4 separate regions of the Mus musculus genome follow, and regions 2, 3 and 4 are each linked to region 1. Evidence: chromatin contacts called from public promoter capture Hi-C data. All regions are on one chromosome and are shown on one strand. The core of a region is the stretch at or near the end of the contact, and the rest is flanking DNA. Distances in the headings are between cores, read along the strand shown.

Region 1 (6,602 bases), core at 2,708-5,207:
GTTTAAAAAAACCAGCTGCACAGTAAGCTGGAGCCCAGCCTGTGATATGAGACTGTCTCAAAAACAAAACAAAAATGTTATAATCAAATCCATTTTCTATATAATTTATATCATGTGAAAAGATGAATATGATCAAAATACATTATTTTGCATGTATGCAAATGTCATAGTGAGACTCATTATTTTGTACAGTATATGCTAATTATGAAAAGTAACTTGAAAAATGAAGAAACTTGGGGCTGGGCCAATGGCTTAGTGGAAACAGTGCACCTGAGTTTAGGTCCCCAGCACCCATGTCAAAACTGGGTTGCAGTGTCATGCTTCTGTAACCTCAGAACTGAGGGGTGGAGAAGTAGAACAGGAAAATCCAGGGCTGACTGGCCAGCCAGTCTAACCGAAAGAACAAGTTCAATTGAGAGACCCTGTCTCCAAAAATCCTCAAACAAGAAACAATGAGAGTAATACAGAAAAAACCCCGACCTCTGGTCTCCATACCTACATAGGTGAGGGCTTGTGCACTCACTACACACATGCATGAATGAGTGAGTGCTAGTGAGCGAGCAAGCGAGTGTGCTCACACACACACACACACACACACATGCATATGCACACACAGAAGCTAGTTCTTAGACATTATAACCTGACAAATCTTTCTTTCTATGTGTTGTGTATAGCAGATGCCCTTCTGTTCTCCTTTTTAACCTCAATCATCACTCATCCATCAAAGAACCTGGAAATCTCTTTTGACTTCCAAAAGGCAAATAACATTTTTGTATTATTAGGAAAACAGTTTTGACCTCCAGAAAACCCGGCTCACCTTGAGAATACTACCTGACATTGCTTATCTCGTTCATCACCCTATCAATCATTAATGATGACTGATTTTTGTTGGCATAAATAGCCTACAGGCAGAAAAGGGACTGGGAACCACAGATTTCAAGATAATCTTCAAATTCATTAGTGTGGATACTTTTCACAGACAAACCAAACCCATCAAATTTACTTCTTGTTATGACCCTTTCTTTCTCCTCTCCACTGCATTTCAAGCTCTCTCTGATCTTTCTTCAAATGCACCCTTTTGTTCAGAGGCCTCATCTCATTCTATCTTCAGAGCTGATTGCCTTTCTCATCTCTGAAGCCTTCCCCTGAGATCCCCATCCCCAGCCCCCCCCCCAACCACCACATAATTTTTTACTTCCTTAGACTATGAGCCCTGTTCATGTCGCTCTACAATTACTCCTTATGTCTGCCTCTTTACCATATACTGAGCTACTGAAGGGCTGATGCACTCTACTGTCTTTGCATGTATAATGTCTTCCACAAAGCCAGAACCCAAACATGTGGTCACACAATTGGGATCTGCCTTTCAGAGTCAATTCAAGGCTCATATATCCTCAAAGTAATCCAGGCCATGGTGACTGCTCCGCCTACTGTGAATGTGGGTGGCACCATTCCATGGGCTGCAGGCTTGGACTAAATAAAAAGGAGGAATCAAACTGAGCAGTCGTCTCTCTGCTCCCTGACTATGAATGCAATGTGACCAGTGGTCTCAAGTGCCAGCTTCCATGGCTTCCCCGACTAATGGTCTGTACCCTCAAACTGTGAGCGAAAATAAACCCTACCTTAAGTTGCTTTTGTCAGGTATTTTGTTACAGCACTGAGAAAAGTAACTATGCCAGAAAACTGGTACTCAGGAATGGAGCCTTTGCAATGATAAACCTGACAATGTAACTCTTAGACATCTTGAACTGGTTTGTGGGAAGAATGTGGAAAAGTTTGGAACTCTCTGCTAGAAAAGCCCTCGAATGCTTTAAGCAGAGGTTAATCAAAATAATCTTCCAACTCATTAGCATGCATGCTTACTTCTTAACAGACTAATCCAGATGACTGGAACCCAGATGATTCCATCAGGAGCCCCGGATACCCAACTTAGTGCTGCAAGATTTGGTGTTGGAATCTCTCCCTCACTATCCATCATAGTTCTTCATAACTGGTTAGCATAATTCAAACTATTCTTCTTCTAGGGAGCATTTTAACTATAAGTGGAATCATCAATTTGAAAACAGGTGCTGAGATGCATCCTCTCAAAACCCAGATACTGCAAGCTTAAATATGACACTATATTCTGAGGCCTCAATACACTTGCCCTTCCCTTCCTGTTCTCCAAGACCTTAGATTTATCATTCCTTATTTTAGTTGTTAATAGTTTTAGCTTCCTTAACAAACATTCTAATGTACAGTTACTAGTAAAAATGCCAAACCTTTGAAGTAGAGTCAAAGAAACAAGGAAAGTAAAAACAAAAACAAAAAATCATACACAAGATGAAAATACTGTCTTTGGAAACAAGTAATTTATGGTAAGTAGGCTCAGACCAATGCTTTTCCTTAAATGGAATTTGTCTAAAAAGTTGTATCTTTCCCATCACTGTTCTTTCATGCATCCACACCACAGTGGGACAAACAGCCTTTTCCAGAAAACACGCAGATAAAATCATTAAAACTTACTCCATAATATAAGATTGATAGTAACTGAAGATCAATCACTGTTTCCAATTTTCACTGTTTTGCATATGTAATAATGTCAGTAAGGAATAATATAGGCAAATATAGCTAAAAATACTCAGAAGATGTAAGTGCAGGGTGCTCTGGATTCTGCTTGTTTATAGGTAAACCATCAGTTACAACCTTTAACCGAATGTTGAATTTTTAATACAAAAAAGACCTTAAGTTGGGGGCAATTCTTCCTGACATGTTGCCACATGAATAATCTTTCAATAAAGAAATCCTGGAATTAATTTCATGTAATAAGAGACTGTTAGATATAGGGGTGCATGTCTGTAAACCTAGCACTCTAGAGGCTGTAGCATTAAGATCTTAAACTGTTCGAGGACAGTTTAAGCTACACAGACAAACCTTGTCTCAAAAAAAAAAAAAAAAAAAAAGGAGGAGTCTGATGAATGGAAGGAAGCCATCAGCTGACAAACAGCAGTTTCCTCACCCCATTTTGCCCCTCCCCACCCCACAAGCTGTAGGAAGTAGAAAGCTGCAGAGTGTACCTTCCAGGCGAGAAGCAAAACATTGAGGATGGCCAGCAAAGGGCAGGGTCCATTCTCATTCTGGGTGATGATGGGCGTGTTCTCCTCTTTCCACTGGATCCATTTGATGTGATACACCGACTGTCCGGGAAAGCGTTCTTTGGAGGCCGCTAGCACCTGAGCCGGGTCCTCCTCCTCCTCTTTGCATAGAGGTGCAGCCCTGGGCGGCCCCGCCGCGCCCTCCTCCACGTCCTCGGGGACCCTGGTCTCTGCTCCCTCCTCACTATTGAACTCAGAGCTACTGGGGAAAGAATGCAGGTTGGAGAAAGACTCCAGGGAGTCCAAGCTGGGCGAGTCCCCAGGGGGGCTCGGCTCGCTGCAGCTGCTGCTCGGGGCGCCGGTGCTGCTGGGCTCTTCCGCCGCCTGCTCCACCCTGCAGGTGCCCGTGTCGCCCACTGGCCCCGACCCTCGGCCCGCCGCGGCCTCGGCCAGCTCCGGGGAGGCGGTCACCTTGTGCTGCCCTCTTGAAGGCACCTCCGAGGCGGCAGGGCTCGACGACGCGCCGTCCTTCAAGTCCGAGCCCGCGCCGCATCCGAGCTGCGAGGGGGACGTCGGGTCCCCGAGGCTGCTCCGCGCTGCCGCCGCCGCCGCCCCCTGCCCGCCGCTGTCCACCGCGCGTCCAGCGGGACCATCCTCAGCCTCGCGCCCGCCGCGCCGTCGCCCTTCCGGCGGCGACACTCGCCCGGCCGCCACCCCTAGTTCCAGAGGCTGTGGGCTGTCAGGGCTGTTCTCCATCCCCGGCCGCCCGCCCCTGGTCCTATAGACACCGCGGCCGGCTCTCCTCAGCAAGCGCCTCCGACGCCATGACAGCCGCTCTGTAGCAGCTCCAGCGCCCTAGCGCGGCCTCGGCCAGGCACGTCACCGTAGAGGGCGGCGGGAGCGCGCGCGCGTGCCCCCGCCCGCCCGCTCGGAGCGTGCCTCCGCGTGACTGCGCTCGTTGAAGCGCCCGGACCCACTCGGGGAGCGCTTCTCCCCCGAGGCCACGCCCCTCCCGCGCGTTCAGGCTAGGGAAGGCAGAGCGAGGCCAGGGGCGTGGCTGAGGGCGTGGTCAGGGGCGCGGCTCGGAGAGCCGCAGCGCCACTAGGAAAATAATCTTGTGTGTGCTGCCGGAAGTTGAACTCCGGGGCATCCCCGCTGCGCGCGGTTACTTTAAAGGCAGTGGCTGAGGCTTGTAGGGAGTGTGGTCTACTTTGGGCTTGAGCCTGGTGGACCCCGAAAGTGGTAGTAGCATTGGAAGACAGCCATTCCCTGAAGGCCTCGGGAGAGCTGGCTTTTTCTTTTCTTTTTTTTTTTTTTTAGCTTTTAATGTTGAGAATTGGAAGCATTTCTTAGGAAATGCAAATTTGAAAGGCGAGTTCTGTTGGAGGCTTTTGGAAGACTGCGCAGTACAGGGACAACTCTCCCTGGGTTTTGGCTGAGAATCGCTGCGCTCCCAACCAGCTACTGGTTTGCCTTGCCGGAGGTTCAATGAGGTTGTGGATATTGGCCTACGCCCCAGGCGAGAGGGTAAATTTGGTCCAATAATAATAAATCAGTTTGCGTTTGAAGCAAGCCAAGTCTTTGCGGTTCTGTTCACTTGGCTTCTCTTTGCACAGAGTGGGAAGCTTCTGCTTCCCGAAAAAATGACTTTTAAAATTAGAATTGACTTCTCATCAGGGCTTGACATCTGCATAGAGGATGGACAGAGTTGCCTGCAACTTTTTTTTTCTATTTATTTACTTACTTATTTATTGGCAAGAGTGGATATAGATCATCTAACCTGCTCTGGAAAAGTGGGGTGTTTTTTTTTTTTTTTTTTTGGTTTTTTTGTTTTTTGGTTTTTTGTTTTTTTTGTTTTTTTTTTTTTTCCTGGACCCTTCCCTCTTCAAAGTTGTCTGAGAATATAAAAATGAACAAGACAGGTGGGTCTTCCTTTAGTATCAGGTATACAAATATATGGTGCATCATGGATTGTTACACTTCTGTCCTGCTACTGGTTAGAAAAGTAGACAAATTAATGCATTATTTTGCTCATTCATGTGTTAGCACCAAGCATGTTACTGAATACTGTGTTTCACACTAAAAATATCACTATTATCTTCTCAGAAATGATGATCTCTTTCTCGGCACTCTCTTCGACTTCTCCCTCTTTCTTCCCACCTCCAACTCTCTCCTCCCTTCCTTTCTTTTCTTCCCCCCCCTTTCCTTTTTTTTTTTTTTTTTTTTTTTTTTTTTTTTTTTTTAGGGCTGGGGCTCAATTCATGTATGACAAACACTCTACAGAGCCCTCTACTACTTTGCTTATCTTATTTCACTTTTGTTTTTTGAGACAGAGTCTCAATTTGTAGCCCTGGCTGGCTCTGCCTCTCTTCCAATTTGAGAGTCTCACCCTGTGTCTTAGACTAACTGACCTGGAATTCACAGCAATCCTCTTGTACTTTTTCTCCCACTCCAATTTTGAGATTATAGATGTGAACGCTGTGTTTTTAAGACTGGAAGTTATCTTCCTTTCTTTCTTTCTTTCTTTCTTTCTTTCTTTCTTTCTTTCTTTCTTCCTTCCTTCCTTCCTTCCTTCCTTCCTTCCTTTCTTTCTTTCTTTCTTTCTTTCTTTCTTTCTTTCTTCCTCCCTTTCTTTCTCTCTCTCTCTCTCTCTCTCTCTCTCTCTCTCTCTCTTTCTTTCTTTCTTTCTTTCTTTCTTTCTTTCTTTCTTTCTTTCTTTCAATTGAGGTTGGGTCTCACTATGTAGTGTAGCTAGCCTGAAAGTTGTTATGTAGGCCAGGCTGGACTCAAACTTTCAGAAAATTGCTTGCCTCTGCTTCCCAAGTGCTAGAATTAAGGGCATGTGCCACCATGCCAAGCAAGATCGGCAATTCCTGAAAACTGGAAAAGTTAGAAAAGATAATGGAAAGTTTTTTCTGAGTGTTGAATTTTGGAGTTCATGTTGATCCATAAGCAATAATTCCTGCCATCACCATTGAGATTTTTCTTTTTCTTTTTTTATTAGATATTTTATTTATTTCCATTTCAAATGTTATCTCCTTTCCTGGTTTCCCCTCCGAAAACCCCATATCCCCTCTCTCCTCCCCTTGCTCACCAACCCACCCACTCCTGCTTCCTGGCCCTGGCATTCCCCTATACTGGGGCATAGAACCTTCACAGGACCAAGGGCCTCTCCTCCCATTGATGACTGACTAGGCCATCCTCTGATACATATGCAGCTGGAGCCATGAGTCCCACCATGTGTTTTCTTTGGTTGGTGGTTTAGTCCCAGGGAGCTCTGGGGGTACTGGTTAGTTCATATTATCGTTCCTCCTATGGGTCTACAAACCCCTTCAGCTCCTTGGGTCCTTTCTCTAGCTCCTTCATTGGGGATCCTGTGAGCATCCACTTCTGTATTTGTCAGTCACTGGCAGAGCCTCTCAGGAGACAGCTCCTGTCAGCAAGCACTTGTTGGCATCCACAATAGTGTTTGGATTTGGTGGTTGTATATGGGAAGGATCCCCAGATGGGGCAGTCTCTGGATGGTCA
Region 2 (6,602 bases), core at 2,299-4,798, 560 kb before region 1:
TCCATGAAAATTGTGTTTTAGACGCAAAGGGCTCTACTGCAGTCAAGAAAGACAGTAGATGCAGATTTAACCAAGTGACCAAAGCTCACACCACTATCACCAGGAGAAATCACAGCATGTATCTGCTGATCAGATGGCCGGAGCAGGGCGTCTGTCCATCCCGCCGTTCCAGGTTATATCATAAGAAAGTAATCAAACTGCACCTGGGGAACTTTCTGTAAAACACTGCCCTGTAGTCTAAAAATACCAGGTTCAGGGGCTTCTGTGAGTCAAGAGAGCACCAGGCCTTAGGCCTCCAGTTCCTATGGCCATGGCTCTCAACCTTCCTAGTGCTGGGACCCTTTAATACAGTTCCTCCTGTTGTGATTGGTGAGCCCAACCATAAAATTATTTTGTTGCTAATTCATAACTGTAATTTTTCTATTGCTATGAATTGAAATGTAATGTCTACAGAGTGAGTTCCAGGACAGCCAGGGCTGTTTCACAGAGAAACCTTGTCTTGACCCCCCCCCCCCCAAAAGGCCAGTTTTTATCTGCGCCCCGAGCTAAGGCTGTCCCACAGCTCTCCACACCCAAACCCTGCCCGGAGAGAGCTGGGAAAAAACCAAAACAAAACAAAAGAGCAAAATTCATAAAATGAGATCTAATTTATGTGGTAAGGGAAATTCTAATATATTGTCTTTGGGTCTTTGATGAAAGAGTTGACTCAAGATACACATGAACACTCATAAACCATACACACGTACATAGGCACACATATAAAAACATATCTATATCTATGCATATAGATATAGATATAATGCACACAACATACACAAACATACATGCACCTCCCATGTGAGATGATGGGTAGGTTAATTTGCATGAACATAGCAACCATTTTGTGTTATGAACCTTAAATATACAAATAATTATTTTTTTTTTTTTTGGTTTTTTGAGACAAGGTTTCTCTGTATAGCCCTGGCTGTCCTGGAACTCACTTTGTAGACCAGGCTGGCCTCGAACTCAGAAATCCGTCTGCCTCTGCCTCCCGAGTGCTGGGATTAAAGGCGTGCACCACCACGCCCGGCTACAAATCATTTTTAATTTAAAAATTAATTGAGGACTGGAGAGATGTGTTGGTGGCTGAGCTGGTTAATTTTGTGTCAACTTGACGTAAGCTTGAGTCAGCAGAGAAGAGGGAGCCTCAGCTGAGAAAATGCCCGTATAAAAGCGGGCTGTAGGCAAGCCTATAGGTGTTTTCTTAATTAGTGATTGATGGAGAGGGCCCAGCCCATTCTGGGTGGTTCTCTCCCTAGGCTGGTGGTCCTGGGTTCTATAAGAAAGCAGGCCAAGCAAGCCATGGAGAGCAAGCTACTAAGCAGCAGCACCCCATGGCCTCTGCATCAGCTCCTGCCTCCAGGTTCCCTCTTTGCTTGAGTTCCTGTCCTGACTTCCTTCTGTAATAAACAGTGATGTGGAAATATAAGCCAAATAAACCCTTCCCTCCCCACGCTGTTTTGGATCATGGTGCTCCATTGCAGCAGTGGCAATCCTAACTAGGACAGTGGCTAAGACACTTTACTGCCCGGTCAGAGGACTGCAGTTCAGAGCCCCACATCAGGTGGCTCACAAATGCGCACACGCACGCACGCAAACACACACACACACACACACACACACACACACACACACACACACACACACTCACACATGTCATATGTAGAAAGGGGTGGGAACAAATCTTACAAATAAAATTTTGATTATGAAAAAGGTTTTGTTTTTTTTTTAAAAAAAGAAGCCATCTCCACCAAAGAAGAATTTCAAATTATTCTGTTTTTTTACTGATTTTTAAAATTAAGGGGTTTTATAATGTTATTTTTTTCCTTAGAAAGTTTTATCTGACAATTTATGAAAAAGTATAAAAATTATTCATTAAAAAAAGTTTTGATTGGGGCTGATGAGATGGCTCACTGAGTAAAGGCGCTTGCTGCCAAGCCTGAGGGCTTAAGTCCCGTTGCTGGGCCCCACAGAACTAACTCCACACGCATGTGCCGTGTGCATACAGCCAGCGATGCTGAAGAAGCTCTCAGACGTGCCTCACATGTACACGAACAGAGAGGAATCAGCAGGTAGCTAGCGCTGACGAAAATAAGAAAATGTCAGTCATGTGCGGGTTAACCATTTTTTGTTTGCTGTGTGTCATGGAGGCTCTTCATAGACTTGCAATTGAACTAGTACTTTAGGGCTGGGAGTATAGTTCCCTGGTAGCACGTGCTTGTCTAGCAACTGTGAGGTCCTGAGTTCAATTCCCACCGCTATAATAAGTAAATAAATGAATGAATTTGTTAAATTCTGCACAGCTACTTAGAATAGCAACTAGGAACATTTTGCTGATTTTTTTTTTTAAGCCAGCTCAGTCTCTGTTTCAGAGATTTCAGTGAATAGCTTTTTAGACAGACAAGCCACATGAGCTGCGTGGGGTCTGGCCTACCGGCATTAACCTCCGCTTTCATCTCCTTCATGTCCTCCGTCATCTGTAGCTCCAGCTTGCTGATCCGCCCGTGCACCTTCTCCTCGTCCGGCTTTCTCTGTCCTTCAGCATTCCTCTTCTGACTCTCTTCGATTTTGTCAAGCCTGGCCGACATCTGGCTGAGTTTCTTCTCTACGTCTCTTTCATTGGCTCCCTGAGGTCCAAGATAAGAATTGCACTTGGTTATTGCAAAAGAAGAGTGGTCACCTTGTCTCACATCAGCCAGAGGACTCAACCATCTGCAGGCACCAGAATCACAGTGGCTGGTTATCCATCCCGTATCCATTCTCAAAGGTCACCCAGAGTAAAAAAACAAAAACAAAAACAAAAACAAAAAAACTACATTTTATTCTGTCTCCTGAGTTTGGTGTGGCCATGTAATCTAACCAATGAAGTGTAAGAACAAGTGTATGTAGCTGCTTTCAGAAAAAGTTAAAGGACACTTGCTATATATCCTTAATTCTTTCCCCTTCCCTTCTGTCAATGGCTGTTCAGTCAATGCTGGAGTTCTATCAACCATCCTGAATCGTGGCGACAAGTGCTACTCTTGAGGATGGCAGAAATCTAACCTAAAAGGATTCTGAGTTATTGAAGACTGACAAGTTTTTAAGTCATTTGGGGTCCCGGAGAATGCAAACTTGGATGTGTTTCCGTGAGAGAGAAGGAAGCTTCCATCTTAGAAGAGCCACCAAATGGTCAAAAAAAAAAAAACCCAAATGGTCAGTCACAGGCTCAGAACTTCACAAACATGTCAGGGTGAGTCAAGGCACAGCAAAGGAGACAACTGGGGGGAGGGATTCAAAGTAGTACGGTCCACTAGGCCTACGCTTTGTGAAACTGCATCCACAGGTTCTAGTGGTCAAACGACGAGCATGAAGCCTTTCATCAGGTGTGATTTTGCAGCGTGACAGCAATCCTGTGATGGCACTGATGCAGAGCCTGCCACTCAACAAATGGCTCAGCATCAGGACCGAGCAGTCAGACAGGCAAACCACACTGGCCACTTCTGCTCAGCCCAAGCCCCACGGGAGGAAGCCGAAGCCGGACAAGGAAAGAGAACCCAACACAATTTGCCTTCCTAGCACTGGCTTCTAAGCCTACTGGCTTGAAGTGTGATAAATGCAAAGCTCTTTGAAGTTATTTTTTGGTAGCTCTGCAAAAATTAGTTCTTTGAGAGAGCCAGTGGAAGCAGAAGTAGACAGAAAAGGAAATAGTGTGTTCTGGTCTGACGTCCAAGCACACTCTAGTTACAGTGCATTGGAAGGGGCCCGGAGGGACAGAGAGCCACTCGACATTGGTGAAAACAAAAACTAAGTCACAACATTAAAAACAAAGAGAAAGGAGATCAGACGGCTTAGTGGTTAAGTGCACTGGTTGCTCTTCCACCAGACCGGGATTCATTTCCCAACACCCACATGGCAGCCCACAACTGTCTGCAACTCCAGGTCCAAAGAACACCACACCCAACACCCTCACCCAGGAGACATACATGCAGACAAAACAGCAATGCATACGAAATAAAAATAAATAAATCATTAATAAAACAGAAAAACAGATCAAGTAAGTAATTGTAGCTTTACTTAGAAATGTGTGATAGACAATCGGGATCATTTAAGTCAAGGTTGTGACTTAAAAGCGGTAGCTGAAAATTTTACTTTGTCTTTTGTTAACCAATATAAAAACAAAGCATTTCCTGTCTTTATGAATAATATGAAGAACAGGAAATGGGGGGCATGGCTGGGTGGCAAAGTTCAAAATTAACAGATACGACGGTTAGTGTTAATTGTAACAGAATTTAGAATCAACTGGGAGCCAAGCCCCTGGACACGACTGTGGGGAGTTATTTTTATTTGCTTGAGGTGGACAGACCCAGCCATTGTGGGTGGCACCATTCCCTGGTGGGGATCCTGAACTGTGTGAATGGGGAAGAGAACTGAGCACTGAGGCCTGTATTCACCGCTCTCATGGATACAGCACGACCAGCTGTGCTATGTTCCGGCTGCCTTAACTCCCCACTGAGAGGATGTGCGCCACAATCAGCCTTTTCTTCCTCAAGTTGCTTTTTTAAAAAAGATTTATTTATTTATCTTATGTATATGAGTACACTGTAGCTATCTTCAGACACATAAGATTCCATTATAGATGGATGTGAGCCACCTCGTGGTTGCTGGGGATTGAACTCAGGACCTCTGGAAGAGCAATCAGTGCTCTTAACTGCTGAGCCATCTCTCCAGCCCCTTAAGTTGCTTTTGTGAGTGTATTTTCCCATAGCAACAGGAAAAGAAACTGAGATAACAGGTATGAGAACCTGGGTTTGATGCTCAGAACAAAGGAAAGACGAGAAAGAGAGAAAAGGGGGACACGGGAGAGGAAGAAGGAAAGGAGGGAAGGGAAAAGAGAAGGAACATGGGGAATACCCAAGCAGCTTTGGGAGGCACCAAATAAATGTATGCTAAGTCCCTAGGTGTTGATCAGACATTGATCAACTGAATACCTATTATTGAAAAGCATCAACACTTACACTGTTTTCCTTAACAATCAAGGAGAGATGGTCTATTTTCTGCAGAAGTTCTTTCTCTATCCGCTCCTGTTCTTGTTGCAGCCAACTCCGTGCAGACAAAATCTGGTTGCTGAGCTCTTCAACGGTGCCTTTAAATCTAAACCATTAGAAAAGAAAGAAAAGGAGAGGTGTGCGAACAAGCTGAACGTAAAACAGTTTTACGTAACATCACATAACATCAATTCAATGGGAATGGCATACTTTCCTTCTCTTAGGACCATGTTCAACATGAAGTTGGTGCAGGATGGAAGCAAGCAACAGAAAGACACCTAATGATGCTCCTACCCATAGGAACTGGCAATGCAGGTACTTAGGTGGCACAGTACATGCCAGGGGATCATCTTTGCAGTTCTAAGGGTCCGTGGTACTCCTTGCTCAGAGGACATATTATCCTTCATCTATCCCCTTTCAACATCCTCTCCTTTCATATACTCTTCCTTGCCTCTTGTATCCTCCAGGACTAGAGGCTGGATTTCTTTCTTTCTCTTGACTTTTATTGTTCTTTCTCCATATGAGCATAGCCTAATCTAAACCAGTAGGAAATAAACCAGGCATAATGGAACAGACCTGCAATCCCAGAACTTGGAAGGCAAAGCCAGGAGAAGTCGAAGTTAAAGGTCAGAGTGAATTCATAGTAGCTTAATCTACTTGATGCTTTGTCTCAAAAGAAAGCACCCTTACAATAATCCATTCCTCTAGTCCCCTTTCCCTCCAGAGCCCTTAAAATAACTATCAATGTATGTTCCCCTTAATCACCTTCTTCTTATTTGAATTAGCATGTAATGAAACTATAGAATATATATAGTTATGTATAGAGGTGTAATAAACATAGAAGTACAATTTAAATAATAAAAAAATCCATTAGAGTCACTGAAATGTCTATTTTTGGTTTTATATAGTGTCACATGTCACTGGAGTACATGGCTGCCTAGCTAGAGACCACATTTTCTAGCCTCCCTTGCAGCTAGATGGATATGATGGCTAATCTCCTGGGTCATCTTGACTTGATTTGGAATCATCTGGGAGACACACCTTGAAGCATTAAGTGAGGGTGTTTCCAGAGGAATTGAATGAAGAGGGGAGGCACACTCTAAATGTATAAAATACCATCTCATGGACTGGAGTCCCATGAATTAAAAAAAAAAAAAAGGAAGGAAGGAAGGAAGGAGACAGGATACCAAGCACTCATCTTTCCTCTTTTTTTCTTTTCCTTTTTTTTTTAAAGATTATTTTATTTATATGAGTACACTGTAGCTATTTCCAGACACACCAGAAGAGGGCATCAGATCCCTTCACAGATGGTTGTGAGCCACCATGTGGTTGCTGGATATTGAACTCAGGACCTTTGGAAGAGCAGGACCTTTGGATGGCTCTTAACTATTAAGCCATCACTCCAGCCCCGGCACTCATCTTTTCAACCCCTGACTATAGATGCAATGTGACTAGCTCTCCTGTGCTCCAGCTACCACATGTTCATCACCATGGTGGATGGTATTCCCTCAAACTGTGAGCCAAATGGCCATCTTCATT
Region 3 (6,602 bases), core at 2,587-5,086, 560 kb after region 1:
AATGCCAGCATATCAGTTGGAAAAGGTAGGCTGTCAACATGGTTAGTGATGGAAATGGGAAGGCCATTAAGCCGGCCATCTGACACAGAGACTCTTCCAGAACATAGAGGCTCGATGTCCCAGCTATCATTGAGACAAAGGTACCTTCCTGGAGAGGAATCTTTAGGTCCCACTCAGTTCCTTTGTTGATTTAGAAAGCACACTTCTTAATAAATACTTGCATAGTCTTAAAAGCGTCTGCTATGCAGCCCAAATTGTTATGGCTGTATCCCTTAAAGACGACCTTCACATAAAACCCAGGCCTCGAAATTACAACGTTGCGTTCCATGTTTCAGGTGAGGAAATATGAGGCAAGAATTTATTTTTCTCCTCTACAACTCCAGGATATTGGTTCCACGGGGCCTAATAAATTGTTTTCACAAGGAAACAGCATTCTGTAGCTTAGGTTACCTGGTGCAGGAGTTTTCAGATGAGATGTATCCTAAACAATAAATAATTACAGATTGGGGAGGTTGGGAGGAGAAATGTTGTAAGGGTGGGAAAAAATATGTTTAACCAAATCAGCGGCAAAGACCAAAAACTTAGCAATAGGAAGACAGTTTCCCAAAATTATAGAGGAAAAGAGACTGGCAAAACAAGATGATAAAGAAAAAGGAAAAAAGAAAGAAAACATTGAGGAGAGATATGGAGAGGAGGGAACATGGAGGAACATACATCCTGGGGGTCTACAACAAGTAGACTAAAGAAGTATCATGGCTACAATATTCTGTTCCCTGCTAAATTTTGTTCCCACCTTGAAGTGAAGCTGTTAGTCCAAAGGAGGCTATAATCTTGAGTGTAAGATTTGGAGGGGTGGGCTGGTGAGATGGCTCAGCAGGTAAGAACACCCGACTGCTCTTCCGAAGGTCCTGAGTTCAAATCCCAGCAACCACATGGTGGCTCACAACCATCCGTAACGAGATCTGACTCCCTCTTCTGGAGTGTCTGAAGACAGCTACAGTGTACTTACATATAATAAATAATAAAAAAAAATCTAAAAAGAAAAAAAAGATTTGGAGGGGTTTCCAGTCTAAATACAGGAAGGAAAGCATTTGTGCAAATGCTTCAATGTAAACATGCATAGTAAAAGATGGGACAAGTAACAGAACTTACAGAGAAAATGTGCTCTGTACCCAGAGAAGGTAAGGAAGTTTCGTCTACTGGTGGGAGTAGACAGCTACAGTACTTTCGCTCATATCAGCCAATAGGAATGCTTTAATTTAGTGCCTCATGTTGTTTTTGGACCCGAGGAAGGCAGATGGGAAATAGAAGACTCTGGTCCTGTGTTGATCACTTCACTGTCTAATTACAAAGTGTTAAGGGAAAGGGGCCATGAGGGAACAATTCAAACCAGCTGTCATTGAGCACGACCTAGGAGATGACCAGAGATGCTAAGTCAAGACACACTCCCTTACCTTCCAAGATAGAACTCAGTTTATCTGCATCAAGCGTTGATAAATCCTGTGATCCACATACTGACTGGCCTTTCCAATTGCAGGTAGCAAATAAGAAATGGAAGAGTTGGGTCAAAAGTGCAAATTCTGGCTTATGCTTTCAGACACTCCTTCCAGACCATTTTCAGCCATCCGGCCCACAAGATTCCCCCTTTTCTTTCTTCCTCAAAGACTTCTAATGGCTTTTCGGTACTTCCATCATTAAGTTCCCCAGAAGCATTAAGGTTCCCACAACCTGGAGTTAACTGACTTACCAGCCTCGTTTGCTGCTCTTCCAGCTGCAGCCGATGCTCCCTGAAACATTCCCAAACAGTTCTGTTCAGCTGCTGCTGCTGCAGCAGCCTCTGCGGAGGCAGCAGTGCTCCCACCTCTACCAGTGAAGTTTCACTTCCCTAGCCACAAGCAGGGCAAAAGGTCAGCTTCCCTAGATACCCGGCCTCCCACTTAGGTGGAGCACCAAGGTCTTGTCTTTGCTCCACTTTTGAGAGCTGTCCCTCTTACAGACAGTTATCTATAGATCTACAGGAAAGGTGGTGAGCTTACCCAGGAGCAAGGCTCTTCATCTTGTCTTAAAGTGACCTCCAGCATGGTGCCCTGCTTGGAAGATGGGGAAAACACCTTTGAACAAAACAAATGAACAACAACAAAACACCTCAAACAACAACTTCGACAATAAACCAAAACAAAGAACAGCACCAAAAACTATTTTTTTTGCTGGGGTGTTTGCTCTTCCTTCACCAAACCCTGAGATCATCCTCCTCCCCAACAGACTCCTTCCCTCTCTCTCCTTCCCTCCTTCCCTCCCTCCCTCCTTCCTTCCTTCCCTCCCTCCCTCTTCCCTCCCTTCCTCTGTCCCTCCCTCCGTTCCTCCTCTGTACCCCCTTCCCCTTCCCCCCTCTCTTCCTCCCTCGCTCCTTCTCTCCTGTAAGAGAGGATGAACTTGAACTTCTAATCCTCTTGCCTCCATCCAGTGGGATGCTGGGAATTACAGGCATGCATCTCTACCCCAGTTCAAGGTGGTGCTGGCAACTAAACCCAGCGTTCTAGGCAAGCACTCTACCTACAGAGCTACCTCCCCACCATTCTTCTTATTCTTTCTCAGTCTTCTACAGCTTAAATAAAGGCGATTCTTAGGAGTATATTCGGTTATTAAGACACACTCTTTGGCCATAAACGTTCCCTGTGAATAGGAATTTTTCAACTGCCTAAATTAGGCTGTATTGTTGCTCTAGGACGACGACGTAGTGCTTGCTCGGTCACTTTAGGCAGATACCCTATAAAGAGTTCTCGGAGCCTGGAACTTGTCTCACAAATTCAATTAAGACAACAGCATTCTGTCTGCACAGAATCTAAGCACCAATCATTTACGGAATTTTAGTTAATGAACACATCTAAAGTAAGTGTTTTGTAGTGAACAACATGCAAAGAAATGATTGAGCAAGAGCGAAGCAGTTGCTTGGGAGTTGAGAGTCTTCCATAGAAAAACAGGAAGAGTCAGGTTGGATAAGGCTGTGGGATTTTCATGGGGATAGAGGCAGAAAGCCCTATAAAGAGCTATCTATATGGGCTCGTGATATTGGTCCAATGATTCTCCCACGCTATCTGGAGTGAACTGTCTAGGCTACTGATTCCTGATCAGCGCCCATCTTTACTCAACTATAAGGCTGCTTGTAAGACGAGAAGGGATGGAGATGGAAGCTCAACCCGGAGATTCTGACAGGAAGAGCAACAGAAAATCCCAAGTGTTTCCCGGTGTGGATGGGAAGAGGAAAGGAAAGGGCTGGAAGGAGACCATCAAGACCTGGAATATCCAGGCAACCCAAGGCAGATGAAGCCCACGGCCTCAGGCACAACTAGGCCGCGGGGCCGGCAGAGGGCAGCAGTTGGGCTGAGAAGCCTGGTGGGGGCCAGCGCGGCGTCGGCGGTTCCAGAAGGTTCTCCTTGGGAGTGTGGGGAGCATCTATCACCCCACCCAGCGGCCACGCGCCCCTCGCGCCACGCGGAAGGCTGAGCGAAAGCTCTTTCGGGCTGCTCGGGACCCCGGGGGAGGAGAAGAGCGAGTGTTAGGAAGGGCGCGGGGCTCGGCGGGGCCGCGGCTCGGGCGCCTCTCCTCCCGGCCGACCAGCGCTAAGGCTCGCGGGGCTGCCATCGGCCAGCGCGGTCCCGCCGAGGCTGCGCTCCGGCCGTCGAGGCCCCCCCGGGCGCGCCCGCGGGAGCGTGGGCCGCGGACTTGACCGTGCGGGCGCCGCGCGCGGCCGTATGCAAATGTCCTCCTGGGCCGGCCCCCCGCGCCTGTGGGCCGCACGTCCAATAAGAAGCGCCCCCCGCTTGACACCTGCCTATATACAGCGAGCGCGCCCCGGCCGCGCAGCGCCCCGCGCACACCCACCCGTGGCCGCCCATGACTTCCAGCGAGATCGCCATGCCGGGCGAGGTGAAGGCCGACCCCGCCGCGCTCATGGCCTCGCTGCAGCTCCTGCCGTCGCCCACGCCCAACCTCGAGATCAAGTACACCAAGGTAAAGCCGTCCGGCGGACGCTTTCTGGAAGCATCCTCTGGATCCCTTCAGAGGCCGGGGGCCCGGAGGTCGCCTGTCATCTCCGCGCCTCCGCGGGGACCGCGATGCGGGCTTCTCAAGTCCCGCCCCGGTTTAGGGAGCGTCTTGGGAGAACCGGTCCCAAACAGAAGGCAGCGCGGGGATCGCCAGCGGCGGCGGACGGTGGTGACGACCTCGGGACTGCCTGGGGAGGTGGGATTTCCCAGAGCAGACCTGGGTCTGGTTCTGGAGTCCCCTATGACTCTTTAGAGCCGGCTAGGGTCCGGTCCTAGATGTCCCTAGGGCAGAACGAGGCTTAGTTCTGGGGTCCCTTAGAGCTCAGGGCAGACCGGAGTCCGGTTGTGCGAGCCCCCAAGTTTTATCAGAGCAAATGGAGTTTGGCTCTGGGGTCCCCCAGGTCTCCTCAGAGCAGTCCGGGCTCTGGCTTGAGGAGGGTGTTCCCCTGGGTTTCCTCAGAGCCCACCGGGGTGCAGTTCTCCCTGTCCCTCGGTCTCAGAGCAGAGTGGGGTTCACCGCCAGGGTGGCATTGCGGTCCGGTGTCGCCCCGCGGTCCCTCGGGTCCGGAGGTGCGCGGCCGCGCGGGCTTATCTTCCCTCAGAGCGGAGTCGCTGAAGGGTTGTCAGGACCGGAGTCCCACAGACTTCGCGGGGACCTGGCCGAGACGCAGTAGGTCTATGCCAGGATTTCCTCGGGATTTTGTAGGCAATGGACATTTTAGAAAAAGGGAAAATAACTCAAGTCACATAAATTAGCGAGCTCACTTTTGCACTGATAAGCCTAATGATTTTTTTCCTAACGAATTCTGACATCTTAGTTTGTCAAGCACGAATTATTGTTGTTAAACTGCATTAAAAAGCAATACACGCCTGCTGCCCCATGTGACTTGATCCCCTACCACTCCACCGTTCTCAGGGAAAAAAAATCCACGGGGGAAATTTGTGAAATACATACACAAAGGGATTGAATGTTATAGCAAAAAGGCGACTGTAGCCTTTAAAGCCACACTTCTTGAGAGTTCATTTTAGAATTTTTTTTTTTAATTTGATTTTCATTCCTACCGCAAACTCTCGCCAGTTAACTGCAGCGCGCGCACACGATACAGCTGATAAGTGTTCCATCGCGGGCATTACACTATACGCGAAAAGCAGAGAAGTTAAGTTGTTCGCATGTGACAACTGTTACGGTTGAAAGAGAAATGCAAAAACATCGTTTCTGAATTTTTGTTGCATTGAGTTTCAGAATAAGGATTTGTAGGATTCGTATTTTTGAATGTGGATTTAATGTACCTGTTAGCTTTTAGATGGTGTGACAAATTTTTGAAAGCCATTTTAATGAGAGGTCGTTAATGGTTATAGCCCTCTAGGCATTGTTTGCATAACAATAGTGCCAGTGTGTGGCACATCTCCGGGTTTAGGAACAAGCCAGGGAAGCCTGCACATAAAAGTTTTGTTTTATGAGGGTCCCTAACCTCTTCAGATGCGCTTTAGAGATCTTAAAAGGCAAGATCCACACGTGATTCCGGGGGTTTGTTTTACACTTACTTTTGATCAGATTATCTTAACAGCCCCTGAAAGTCTGCAGTAGATATCTTTTTTCAGAATTTCATTTGGAAGCTCCTCCAATTCTCCTTTTCTCTAGCCACCCCCTCTCTTCTCTCTCTTGTTCTACCCCAGTAGGAAAGACAACTGATTTATAGCTAATTGGAGCCTTTAATGTCGGAGTCTTTTTAGCTCCATGAAGACTTTTATCCAGTATCCACTTTCCCACTTATTACCAAGAAAAACAATCAGAAATGAAATAATGGATTGTAACTTGATTCTTTAATTTGTGGGGAGGAGGCGCCTTATATTTTGTCTTGACAAACAACCCTCATAAATGGTGGAGTAACACACATTACAGGCGAGCTCTTTCACAAAAACTTGTAAAATCAGGTATCTGTGAACGCTCCCAGCAGCTTCTGTGCTCAGCTCTTTAGTTAGACTTCTACACTTTCTAAGACAGGAACTGCGAACAACCCGTTCTAGTTCATTTTATTTTAACAGAAAGAACAGAGTGACTGCTCTTTTGGTAGCCTAAGTTTTTTTTTTTCTTTTCTCTTCAAAAGAGAGTTGGGAGGTCTTTTAAAAATTCATTCATGATCAAAAGTGGGGAGAAATGTATTAGCAATTTCAAACAGAGCGATGAACAAGGTAGATGGGCAATCCTTTAATGCTATTATATTTGTTAGGAAAAATTTAAAAGATATTATGCCTTGGGAATCTGTTGAAAAGGAGGAAACAAAACATTTGCATCAAATAAAGGTACTATGCAGCAAATAAATTTATAATTAATTTTGTCTTGTTAAACATGTTCTTATTGAATGACACTATAATATGATTTTTCTATGTGATTTGACAAGAATATAAACTAATTAGTGATCAACATAACTGGTCAGATTATGAGAATTTTAAAAAATATGTTCTTAGAATATTTTGCATTTGTGATCCTGCACTTATCTGCCATTTTCATCCTTTTACTTCTTGTTCCAAGGGAATGGAAAAAATAGTCAATAT
Region 4 (6,602 bases), core at 2,380-4,879, 520 kb after region 1:
AGATCCAGGCCTTTCATGTCCTCCCCAGGCTTCAATCATTGATCTTTTGGGTCCAAAGATGATGAATATTTGCTCAGTGAAAATTTGTTTAAGGGAAAGTGTGTTGATTAAATGAAGCAAGGTTCTCCAGTGCATGTTTGTTCCATGGTATCAAAGCCTTTGACTGTTGACATTTGATGTGTTTTTAAAGGACAATAAGGGAAACATAATCGATTGGCTTCAAAATGGTAACCAAAATATCCTTGTATGAGTATTTTGGTCTGCAACTTTAAGTATGATTTCTATTTGATATATGGGAAACTGTAAACAATACCTTGAAAGTGGTTTGACTCACTATCTTCAAACGTATTGGCTGGACATATTGCCCATGTTGTTTAGATAGTGTGATTTATTGTTTTTGTTTTCTCCATTGATTTTGTTCGATTCAGCAAACATATGATATACATTATAAATGAGAGTTTAATTACATGGCCCTACCTTGCCTTAAATTAAAAAGTTCTCCTGTCTCAGCTTCCCCTATGCTAAGATTACAGATGTGTGCCACCACATTGGACTAAATGTTTTTTTGAGTGACTGTGTACTTAGCACTGGGGTCCCAGGCACAAGAAGATTGAGGAAATCAGCCCTGGAGCCCAAGACACTCTCTTTCCAGTTAAGACACCAATGAAAGTGACACATATTTCTCTTCTACCACTTAGCATCTTCCTGAAGGTGGTCTTGACAACTTATGTAAACAATTTCGGTCTTATCAAGTGACCCAGGGTGAAACTGAAGCAGAGGCAAGGACTAGCTGGTTGGTAAGTACCAATCACTTCATTTGGCAAATTGTCAAAAGAAATTAACTTAGTAACACTCCTTGTTTCTTGAAGATAAACTAATAAGGTCACAGAATTGGGGGGTGGGGGTGGGGAAGGTGGTTCCATGTATATATAACCTAATTGCTTTGCCATAATAAGGCACAAAGAGTTCATAGACTCTCTATAGTTATTTTGTGGAGAGGTCTGGATCAGAACACAAATCCTTGATCTATCTCATCAAGCTAGAATGTACTGTCCATTGATTTTATTCAAGTATAGTAGGCAGGTCAGGGCCAATGTTTAGTTGAAAGAAGACCTGGGATGTTTGCTTTGGATTTGTATTATGATAGAGAAAAATAGAGTCAGATATTTTGTCAGGATATTTTATATCAAAGTTAGAGCCACCTATAGTAACACTTGGGGGAGAGTTGAAAGTGAAGGAGATTAGAAGATCCTAGAATGTTACCGAATACTATATCATTAAGTTTGAGTGAGTGAAATAAGTCTTTTATTTTAAGATCTATTTATTTATTATATGTAAGTATATTGTAGCTGTCTTCAGACACACCAGAAGAGGGTATCTGATCTCATTACAGAAGGTTGTGAGCCACCACGTGGTTGCTGGGATTTGAACTCGGGACCTCTGGAAGAGTAGTCAGTGCTGAACCATCTCTCCAGCCCGAAATTAGTTTTAGCCGAGTGTGGTGGAGCACGCCTTTAATCCCAGCACTGGGGAGGCAGAGGCAGGCAGATTTCGAGGTCAGCCTGGTCTACAAAGTGAGTTCCAGGACAGCCAGGGCTACACAGAGAAACCCTGTCTCGAAAAAACCAAAAAAAAAAAAAAAAAAAAAAAGAAAGAAAAAGAAAAGAAATCAGTCTTAATATATAGAAGTCCTATAACTTTTGGCCCATATAAAGATGGTAAAGAAACTCTGAAAAAAATCTCTTATGGAATAACTTACAATCAGCTCTCAGTCCTAAGTAGAACCAATAGAATCTCATACATACAAGGATGAGCAAACATCAGAAAAGAGGGGGCAGAAAGAACAAAAGAGTCAAGAAATAGAGAAGTATATTGAGTGAAAAGTGGACTTCTGCACAGGCCATGGCTCTCACACCCATTAACTCACAGCAGCTATGGTTACCCAAACTAGATCCAGGCAGTCAACATTCCAGCATGGGCTGGAAGAGGGGGTCACATGCTCCAACCCCACCTAGTAGCTACTGGCAGTTGATAGCTGCTGGGGAAGAAAGAAAGTTTTACTTGGGGTGTGGCCAGTGTTAGTTGCCCAAGCTCTCATAGATGGCCCCACATACAAGCATCACTAAACAGACTCAACGAGTGAAGAGGAAGGCGGTCAGAGGTGAAGTTGGGAGAGCATTTGTAGGGGAGGGTTTGGAGGAAGGATGGGAAAGTTTGGATGTGATCAAAGTACATTGATAAATGAAATTTATATTTATGTCAAGCAAAATTAAATTTACATAAAAGAATTAATAGAAATGCTGCATACTAAATATGGCTCTTCTCTGAAAGTAGATTTTTAATCGAGTGGAACTGGTTGAGACTCAATATGTTGTCTTCATGCTTGGCAAGATGGCACTTAAATAATCCTGACTCTCAAAAGTCTGAGGCAGGAAAGTTGAAAGTTCAAGGTCAACCTGGTCTACAGAGTAAGTTCCAAGACAGCTTGGGGTCCATAGTGAGACCCTGACTCAAAGGAAAAATGAGAAAGGGGGTAAGGGAAGGGAAAGAGAGAGAAGGGGAGGGGAGGGGAGAGAAGAAAAGAGAAAAAGAGAAAGAGAAGGAGGAAGAGGAGGAAGGGAGGGAGGGAAGAAGAGAAACAAAGGTCCTGGAAGATGTCTCACATTCCAAGTTCACTCTGGCTTAGAACCAGGATGCCCACTTTTCAGTTTACAGTGTGAAAGGTGGCTGTTTTACTCCTGTTGGCACTTGTGCATGCCTCCTAGGCAGAAAATTCTACACATGTGGGGTCTTAGAATCTTAGAAAACATGGACTGGAACAGGGAACTGGCTGCCTTTACCTGCTCCTCAAAACCTTATAACCAAAGTTCTCCTGTACCTAAAGGCTACTCCCCCCAAAAAGGAGTTACTTCACACTCCATACCTGGGGTTTCTACTTCCTGGTCCCAAGATACATCTTCCCAAAGTTAATGCCTTCCATCTTGGGATTCTATTTCATACTCTTCTTTCCTAAGCCAGGTTTTGACCTTATGAATCTTCTCCTACTTTGGATCCGTAGGTCTCACCTTTCCTAATGCTGCAACCCTTTAATACAGTGCCTTTTGTTGTGATGATCCCCAACCATAAAATTATTTAACTGCTACTTCATAACGGCAACTTTGCTACTAATTATGGGCCATAACGTAAGTATCTGATATGTAAGAAATTTGATATTTGACCTCTGTTAAAGGGTCATTCAATCCCCCCAAAAGGGTTGTGACCCACAGATTAAGAACCACTGCTTTAGATAGTGCTGCTCCTCACAAATCTTGGCAGTCACTATGCCTTCCCATACGTAACCCAGAAACCCTTTGTAACTCACAGTCCAGCATCCTCACTCTCATCACTTTGCCTTGGAGGGGATCCAGACCCTGGCCCAGTTGAGGTACTTGCATTAATTTTGGGGACCTACCCCAGAAAGGAACCAGTTCCCTGGTCATGACAGGCACTCAGGGCAAGCAGTGATGGAGATCTTTTCTTTGCTTTTGAGAGAGATTAAGAGTTCAGGCTTGATCCTAAAGACCCCAGAGTTAGAGACCTTGGTTTCCTCTTTCTCTTCTAGCACTTAGCAGTTATGAAACTTTCAATGGGGAAGAGCAGTTTTGCCCTTCAGTTTCCCCATTTGCACAAAAGAGATTATCATAATGCAAACCTTACAGGCCAGCTCTGTGTAGTAAATTAATTATATAGTCACCATTCATGGGATGCTTAGTACTTACCACATGGTCACGTTTCTTTCCGTCAATACTTTTTCTAAATTCCAAATACCACCCCCCCCCCCACCCCGTGTTATCACGAATGGCAACATTGTGACCTCAGATGTTACAACATGCAAGTGAGTGATTATAGTTTCAGAATAACGCCCTGTTGATACACAATGCAGGGCAGATGAGATTAGATAGGATAAGCTTGTTTTACATTAGTTCCATGCAGATACCACTCAGTTCGATGAGGCACCCCAGAAATACTTTCATAAATATCATTCTGTGTTCCTTTATATCATAGCCAGGAAAATCATGATGTGAAAGGAGGCATTAAAGAGAACCCCCCCCCCAAAAAATGATACATACACAGTTCCTAGAAACTGGACACATGCCTTGCCGTGTTATCACAAAAAGATCTACATTCAAACTCACATCCTCTGGGTTTTTAACAGCTGGGCCCTGTTTCCAGCCTTGTCACTGCATTTAAAGAGTTGGAAAGGGGTTTCTTGGCACTTGCCTAGAATGAAGAACACTAGAGGAGTTTTGCTCTGTGCCAAGATTTTTTTAAGACCTGAATCCATGCTTTCCTTTAGATTGCTTGCTGCACCCTCTTCTGATGGATCTGTGAAACGCAACCTCGGGCCCTTTGGCTCCACTTTCTTCCTTGCTAGCAAAATAGTTCCCAACATTTTGGCCACATTCATAGATGACTACCAGGGGACTTATAAAATTTCTACTAAGACACCATGCGTTTATACAACTCGATTTTCTTTGAAACTAGTAGTTTTCATTAGTATCTTCAAGTATTCTGTGAAGCTGGTCCTTTAGCTTCTTTGGCTACTTTTAGGTTTCTCTTTGAGCCTCACCTCTGGTCTCTGGGTTTCCTCATACTCAACGCCACCCCAACCCCGCCTCTGAGACCTTGAGGGCTGGAACATCATGAAATTTGATTCTGATCTCACATAGCAACTGCTAAACCATATGTCATACCAGGGATTCTAACCCATCTTCCCCCTGAACTCTCATAGAACTTGTCGAGTAGCTAAGCTAGCTGGCCAGTGAACTCCAGTCATCTGTCTGTCTCTGCTTTCCTAGTATTTGGTTTATAAGTACACTCCACCATGTTTAACTTTTTCTTTTTGCGTGTGCATCCTGAGGATTTGAACTCAGGTCCCTGTGCCTCTCTTTTCTGACTGGGCCTTGTCCCCAGCCTTCACCTTACCCATTTCTGGCTGACAATCCTGTTCTCTTGTTCTCCTGGGTCTTAAATTTGGAGTTAAGGGCTGGAGAGATGGCTTGGTGGTTAAGAGCACTGACTGTTCTTCTGGATGTCCTGAGTTCAATTCCCAGCAACCACATGGTGGCTCACAAACATCTGTAATGGGATCTGATGCCCTCTTCTGGTGTGTCTGAAGACAATGACAGCGTACTCAGATGCATAAAATGAATAAATAAATCTTTAAAGAATTTTTAAAAATGTGTAGTGAAAAAAAATGGAGTTAACACTAAGATCTTTGTTCTCATGTTGCACATTGAGCCTCCCCTATAGAAACCCAGATTCACACCATTTCCCCCATCTTATCACTACAGTCTAGACTTTTTTGTTATGTGCATTAGGTATACATTAGAAATAACCTATCAGCAACAAGGCATTTTTAAGATGGGATCCAAATATCCTCTAGCAGGCCTACAGATGACTGCTAATGGACTTACAGAAAGTCTACTATTATTTCTAAGACATTATGCATTCATACAATACAGTTTTCTCTAAAACTAACTGTTTTCATCAGTATCTTCAAGTACTGTGTAGCTGATTCTTTGGCTACTTGGTTGGTTTTTCCACCAAGTATCTTTCTTCCACCCTTCACCCTTTTTCTATCCTTTGTATCCTGTAACACTAGATAAGAGAAAAGAAAAGGTATGGAGGAAAAGAAAGAAATCTCTGAATAAAGTCAGGGGTCAGAAAGAGGACAACATTAACATTAGACAACTTCCTGCTGATTTGAGGCATGAGTTTCTTGGGTCGAGTTTGATCTTTTCCATCAGGATATCTAATTTGTTCTTGTTGTGGTTTCTTCTTTGCACATGACTACTTAACAAACCATGACCAGTAACAACCAACAACAACCAACAACAATCAACAAAAACCAATGACCAACCAACAACCCACCACACCTCTCAGGGCCCTAGTGTTTATATACCCTCTGAAAACTCCCCAAAATTCTAAATGTCACACAATCACAGAAACTATCTGCAGCTGGCAAAATCATGCCCCTGACAGATCGCAAGGCAAACCATAGTCAGCTGCTGTGGACCATCTGGAGCAGCCCCACCCATATCCCACACCTGAGATTAAACAAAAGCACATTCTTACACTATTTCTGTGCTTTTAAGAAAACCAAGATTCAGGTGGGTGGGGGAGCACTCTCGTAGAAGCAGGGGGGATGGGGAATGGGATAAGGGGTTTAACTGGGAAGGGGGATAACATTTGAAAGGTAAACAAATAAAACAACCAATTAAAAAAGGGGGGAAGAAAAGAAAGATTCTAAAATTGTCACTACATTCTCCCCTTCTGTTTAAGCCATTAATCATGCTGGATGTCGCAGGAAACTATAAACAGAGACATTTTCATTGAAATAAGCACTTTTTGGATCAGTGGCCAAGGTTTTAGGAAACCTCTCCTGCTCTGTCTACTGACGTGACCTTGGCTTTGATGTAGGGAAATAGTAGCAGCTGAGCAGCCCCATCATCTGCTTTAAATTGCATCTCTCTTTTTATATAAGCCATAATTTTGATTTCTCCTTTGAAATCTTCATCTATAACTCCTGGATACACAATGAATCCTTGGGAAGTCAATCT

What was found. Promoter capture Hi-C pulls out the DNA fragments that hold promoters and counts their contacts.
Region 2: a promoter capture Hi-C map of pre-B cells shows a contact between it and region 1, with 2.6 times the contacts expected there. The contact joins the enhancer-like site here to the promoter of Mindy2 in region 1. A contact is called at or near these places in 7 of 39 promoter capture datasets (the 3T3-L1 cell line, hippocampal neurons, liver and 3 more), 1 of 115 datasets of contacts at active chromatin or transcription factors (neural tube) and 1 of 9 other capture datasets (embryonic stem cells).
Region 3: a promoter capture Hi-C map of embryonic stem cells shows a contact between it and region 1, with 3 times the contacts expected there. The contact joins the promoter of Aldh1a2 here to the promoter of Mindy2 in region 1. A contact is called at or near these places in 4 of 39 promoter capture datasets (embryonic stem cells, hippocampal neurons and stem cell-derived epiblast-like cells), 3 of 484 Hi-C or Micro-C datasets (all in embryonic stem cells), 4 of 115 datasets of contacts at active chromatin or transcription factors (fetal liver, forebrain, large pre-B cells and 1 more) and 2 of 9 other capture datasets (adipose tissue and embryonic stem cells).
Region 4: a promoter capture Hi-C map of hematopoietic stem and progenitor cells shows a contact between it and region 1, with 2.6 times the contacts expected there. The contact joins the enhancer-like site here to the promoter of Mindy2 in region 1. A contact is called at or near these places in 25 of 39 promoter capture datasets (the 3T3-L1 cell line, 3T3-L1-derived adipocytes, the C10 cell line and 16 more), 10 of 484 Hi-C or Micro-C datasets (B cells, the G1E-ER4 cell line, Th1 cells and 6 more), 9 of 115 datasets of contacts at active chromatin or transcription factors (bone marrow-derived macrophages, embryonic forebrain, embryonic stem cells and 4 more) and 1 of 9 other capture datasets (embryonic stem cells).

The regions. Positions count from the first base shown.
Region 1 is chr9:70,653,217-70,659,818 of GRCm38.p6, forward strand. It overlaps Mindy2 (MINDY lysine 48 deubiquitinase 2), which reads right to left and starts at 3,958. Exons shown (of 9, transcript NM_172772.2): 1 at 3,057-3,958. The coding sequence starts at 3,830. It overlaps Gm31872 (a long non-coding RNA gene), which reads left to right and starts at 4,455. Exons shown (of 3, transcript XR_379591.4): 1 at 4,455-4,996.
Region 2 is chr9:70,091,018-70,097,619 of GRCm38.p6, forward strand. It overlaps Fam81a (family with sequence similarity 81, member A), which reads right to left. Exons shown (of 9, transcript NM_029784.2): 7 at 5,034-5,169; 8 at 2,474-2,666. Among named protein-coding and RNA genes, the nearest start is that of Gm39369, 11 kb to the left of the region's middle. Within about 2 kb of position 3,549, at least 21 of the 459 cell types and tissues checked have an H3K27ac peak or open chromatin away from gene starts, as enhancers often do. A contact at or near this core is called in pre-B cells, where this site is marked.
Region 3 is chr9:71,211,953-71,218,554 of GRCm38.p6, forward strand. It overlaps Aldh1a2 (aldehyde dehydrogenase family 1, subfamily A2), which reads left to right and starts at 3,837. Exons shown (of 14, transcript NM_009022.4): 1 at 3,837-4,011. The coding sequence starts at 3,895. It overlaps Gm3458 (predicted gene 3458), which reads right to left and starts at 3,434. Exons shown (of 4, transcript NR_110518.1): 1 at 3,295-3,434; 2 at 2,037-2,087; 3 at 1,748-1,787; 4 at 1-481.
Region 4 is chr9:71,175,847-71,182,448 of GRCm38.p6, forward strand. It overlaps Gm32511 (predicted gene, 32511), which reads left to right. Exons shown (of 6, transcript NR_110517.1): 3 at 699-797; 4 at 2,335-2,468; 5 at 3,059-3,182. Among named protein-coding and RNA genes, the nearest start is that of Gm32511, 10 kb to the left of the region's middle. Within about 2 kb of position 3,630, at least 22 of the 459 cell types and tissues checked have an H3K27ac peak or open chromatin away from gene starts, as enhancers often do. A contact at or near this core is called in the G1E-ER4 cell line, bone marrow-derived macrophages and hematopoietic stem and progenitor cells, where this site is marked.